Regions from separate parts of the Gossypium hirsutum genome. Here region 2 is linked to region 1. Evidence: chromatin contacts called from public Hi-C data. All regions are on one chromosome and are shown on one strand. The core of a region is the stretch at or near the end of the contact, and the rest is flanking DNA. Distances in the headings are between cores, read along the strand shown.

Region 1 (2,574 bases), core at 36-2,535:
ACAGTGCCCAACGGTCAAATATTTGACCGTTGCCCCCCCAACGGTAAAAAAAAACTATAAATACCTCACATCTCTTTTTATTTTTTCACAAACAAATCTTCTCTCATATTTCCTCTCAATTTCCTTTCAATTTTCTCAATTTCTTTCCAAAATTCTCATAAATCCATATTTAATTTCAATTTCCTTTCAATTTCATTCCAAAAATCTCTCAAAGCTATATTTAATTTCAATTTGCTCTCAATTTCCTTTTTAAAAATAGTTTAATTTTTTTTATATTTTTATAAATCGTAAAAATTTCTACGATTTCATCAATGGCCGGATCATTAACTCGTCTTGATAGGCATCACATATCGGTGGAACAAATGGAAATGGTAAGTGTTAAATTTAATTTTTAAATATTATTTAATAATTTTTTATTTATGCTTTTTTAGATAATTATTAATTTATTATTTGTTATAAAAGTCTGTAGATCGGGTATTGGAATGCAATATCCGGAACATGCATGGTCCTCCATCACCGTTGGTAGAGAACTACCTGCGAGAAGCGGGTTTCTGGCACGTGGCGACGGTAGGCCGGGGATGCAAGTTGTACCCGAAACTAATCAGTGCGTTGATCGAGAGGTGGAGACCCGAGGCGCACACATTCCATCTTCCATGTGGAGAGTGCGCTATCACTCTAGAAGATGTGAGTCTGCAATTGTGATTGCCAGTCAACGGGAAGCCAGTCACCGGGACTGCTCAATCTAGCAATTGGGAGGTGGTATGCTACGAGCTTTTGGGCACTATTCCGGATAAAATGAATGGAGGTAAGATCGAGATGGGCTGGTTACGTGATACATTCCCTGATCTGGATGAAGATTCAACCGAAATTGAAAGAATCCGATATGCTCGGGCATACATTCTTCAAATAATTGGAGGTTATCTGATGCCCGACACGTCACGGAGCCGCGTACATCTAAGATGGCTCCTGAAAATCGTAGATTTTAGAGAAGCTGGTGAATTTAGTTGGGGGTCTGCCGTCTTGGAAACGTTGTATCGGGAGATGTGCTGGGCGACGCGACCGAGGAGAGCGAAAATCGGAGGTTGCTTGTCACTACTACAGTCATGGGCACGATTTCGGTTTCCATTTCTACGTCCTTGAGTGGACCACTCATATAAATTCCCACTCATAACGAGGTAAATTTTATATTAGATTTTACAATTATTATGTATATTTTTAAAAATAAAAGTATGCTAAAAATTTATTTAATTAGGTGGAACCATCCGGCAAGTCATGCTCGATTACCTACCAAACTTGAAGATATACGGCTTCTATTGGACCAACGGTCGGAAGCACAAGTAAGTATTATTGCAAATAGATATTTTGTATTTAGTATTTAGTATTTAGTATTTAGTATTTAGTATTATGTATATAACTAATATTTCTATCATGTTCATATAGTTTCAATGGACACCATATGAGGATCCGGTAATTCGGGCAGTAATTCCGGAAGAGTTCTTACAAAATTCGAACGCTTGCCAGGTCAAAGTCGTGCTGATCAACTTCGCAACCGTGGAGCCGCACCAGACAGACAGAGAGCTACGACAGTTTGGATGTAGACAACCGATTCTCATGGACCTTGAGGAGTTTGACGATCACCACAAAATCGACCTTCGGCTATTAGGTACGAAATGGCCTTTGTACTGGTCTGGGTACAAAGAAATGTGGGAAAATCGGTATGAATATCAACCTACTCGGGAACCAATCATCGTTCCGGAGTTAGCGTGCGTTCCAGAATATATGCCATGGTTTAGGATCCATGGCAAGCCATATTTACTGATGCCAGAAGAGAGGCAGCGGCAAATACGTGTCGGAAGGGAAAGACGCGGGCCTCTAAATCCAAGACGACAAGACGAACAAGGTAGCCCCTCAACGAGGCTCAGACATTCACCTGGCTCATCATCAGCGGCCATGCAATCACCGGGCCCAACAAGAGCATCGAGACATTCACCCGACACGGTAATTCAACCGATGATACCCACTCAACCGCCTTTTCAGACGATGCCAGGTGCGTTTCCTATCCCTTATATGTATCCTAACCCTTATATGTATCCTTTTCCGAGTCCTATGGCAGGTTGGAGCCAAATGCCCGGTTCAGCTCCATTTCCTGTTACGCCAAGTGGGCCGTCGATGTATAGGCCAGCGGGGCACGAGGGATCGCAAGAGGGGCCGTCGGGGAGCTCTCCTTTTTACCAATCCCTAGCAACGTATGGGTTTCAAACACCCTCGCCCTTCGTGATGCAAACACCTCCACATACACTATTCTTCGAAGGTGGATCATCGTCCCAAGTCTAACAACTAGATGCCGTACTGGAAGAACCAGAATCCCCGCCGGAGGAACAACAACCGCCGCCGGAAGCTAGAGAAAGGAGGAATCCAGCGCGTAACCGTCGACGGCCGCCATGTGGCACTGAATCCCCCGGGCATAGACATTGATTGTCATATTTAAAATTATTTGTACAAATATTTTGAATATTTTGAAGTTTATTTGATGTAATAAAATAGAAGTTTTATTGATGTAAAAAAATTAAATTT
Region 2 (2,574 bases), core at 46-2,545, 45 kb after region 1:
TTAGTACCAAATAATTAATGGTCTATTAAGTTTATATTACTTACCACATTTCATTAATTGATTCTCTTACTACTTTGTACTTTATTAACCCGTTGTAGACTAAATAGAACATTTAGGATATACAGAACAGATACAATGTTGCACCGAAGTGCATTAATAGAACATAACAATACCGTAGTGCTTATTAGAACAGAACTACACCAAGGTGCTTAAACAAAATAGAGAACGCACTAAATTTTTCTTAATGGCATGCCATCTATATCCTAGTAGATCTCATATCGTCTACATGGACTTAATTCTCCATGTCCATTCAATCAAAGAAAGAACAACTCAAAATTTCTACATGTTACAATTTAGCCCTTATTATCACAAATTTCATATAACTTGTAATTTCTCCACACATTCACTTTTCATATCATCAATACTTCATCACGCTTCATTTATATTCTCTTTTTTCAACATCTCAATTTAATGAGAAATTAAATAAATTTTTTTTATAAAAATGGAGGGCTAAATAAATCACTATACCTATTATATAACATCTTAAATTTTATCCATGACCTGTAACCACCTTAAAAGGCCTATTACGGAATTAATATAAAAATCTTATCCTATAAATCAAATAAATATAGGTTTTAGGAGTGGCAATGGAACGTGGTGACGGTAGGGTTTTTTTACCGCCTTTCGATTGCCAGGTTAACCTAATTTCTGCCAACTTCAAATTATATTGTCTTCGGTAAATTAATCCTAAAATTAAGTTCGTCGCTAAAGCTTAATTCCAAATCTTCATAATACAAATTTTGTGTTTTTTTTTATTTATTATTATAGAATCACATGCAAAGTTGTACAGAATTTGTGTTGAAATCTTTAATTAATATTAATTAAAAGTTTGATCTTTAGATAAAAATTAAAATATGATAAGTTTTATATTTTTCGTAAATTTGTAATTTAGTATTGTACTTTTGATTTTAGGAAATTAGTCTTTTTATTTTTTTAAATTTCAAAATTCAGATATAATTATTAGCATTGTTAAATTTAGGTTCATAATAGCATCAGTGTTCTAATTACATTGCTACCCAATATTTTTTTTTATTTCAAAATATCACACCAATAAATTTAATAAAAAAATTAAATAGTATTAAAAATTAGACCTAAATTTTAAAATCTAAAAAATAAAAAAAAAACTAAAATTTTAAAATAAAAATACAAAGACTTATTGAAGGGTAGAGAAGCTATAGCACATTTTAGCCTTAGACAAATCCCAAACCTCGACTCATTAAAAAAAACTGTGTAGAGAATTGGTAGGTATGGGGCAAGGGCGCCGGCTTTGAACCTAACTTCTTCGGCCACTCCCACCAAACTGCTTTATAGCATTTTATTATTTTATTGATTTCCTTCCTATTTTTGGTCCTACATGAAAGGGCGAGATAGTCACCAGACCCATTTTATATTTATTAATTTTAAGATAATGTAATTTAAATTCAACGTTAATGGTAAGCAAAATAAAATAAAATAAAATAAAATAAACTATTGTATTGACATCTATTAGGTTTTAATTAAGAGTTGTTGCCCCGATTATTGAAATGCGTACTTCCATTAATGCTAACTTTATCCACGGAATAAATGAGATTTACTAGTCACGAATTCTATGTGTATACCTAAGTAAGGTCCAAATATGTTGGTTCATTTGGACAATTAAACATATTAATTGTTCATTTATGGGAAAAAAAGGTGTCAAAATGGTGACCATTAATTGGTTGGCGAAATTGAAGGCTTAAAAATTTGTAAGAAAATAAAAAAGGAAATTTGCACATATTTGGACATCACGGGAGCAAGAGAGTGATAAAAGAAAGATTATTTTAAGTTTTATAATACTAAAAATAAAAGTTTAATGGTTTTTAAAATTTTAATTAAGTCTTTTTTTGTTACACTTAATTGTGTATTTGAACTTTTAAAATGCATAAAAAAGACTCTCAAACTTTAAAAAAAATAATTAAACCCCTGTTTTTTTTCCACTCAATTGGGTAATTGAAATGTTAAAATGCATAAAAAATACTCTCAAAATTTTTCAAAAAAAGCAATTAAACCTCTGCTTTTTTTTTGCACTTAATTGCCAAAATACATCAAAAATGCTATTTGACCGTAAACTTTAACAATTGACCGTTAAAGTTAACTGCCCATATTTTTTTTTCAGTTAAAGCCACATCGTGTCACAACCACTGCGTCACATGTGACAAAAAATTATAAAAATTATTAAACTTTAATAAAAATTAGAAAAAAATATATAAAAATAGTAAAAAAATATAAAAAAAATTAAAATTTTATAAAAATCATAAAAAATATATAATGCATCAAAAAATTCCTTTAACCATTAACTTTTAACGATCCCCAATTTTTTTAGTTAAAGTCATCAAATGTCGCAACACAACTAGAGGTGCTCATGGGCCGAGCCGGGTCCATAAAAAATTTTGGCCCGGGTCCTAGGCCCGGGCCCGGCCTGGCCCGAAATATGGGCCTAAAATTTTGCCCAGGCCCGGCCCGGCTTGGCCCATTTTTTAATAAATACCAAAAATT

What was found. Hi-C and Micro-C count contacts between places; a contact is called where the count stands out from the background.
Region 2: a contact with region 1 is called in a Hi-C map of leaf, with 2.8 times the contacts expected there. The contact joins the enhancer-like site here to the promoter of LOC121222389 in region 1. A contact is called at or near these places in 5 of 34 Hi-C or Micro-C datasets (fibers, leaf and seedling).

Annotation. Positions count from the first base shown.
Region 1 is chrD10:10,668,907-10,671,480 of Gossypium_hirsutum_v2.1, forward strand. LOC121222389 (protein transport protein SEC31-like) reads left to right here and starts at 1,286. Exons shown (of 2, transcript XM_041103092.1): 1 at 1,286-1,337; 2 at 1,441-2,429. The coding sequence starts at 1,612. The coding sequence ends at 2,334.
Region 2 is chrD10:10,713,791-10,716,364 of Gossypium_hirsutum_v2.1, forward strand. No RefSeq gene overlaps it. Among protein-coding and RNA genes, the nearest start is that of LOC107914208, 8.4 kb to the right of the region's middle. Within about 2 kb of position 1,296, at least 3 of the 9 cell types and tissues checked have an H3K27ac peak or open chromatin away from gene starts, as enhancers often do. A contact at or near this core is called in leaf, where this site is marked.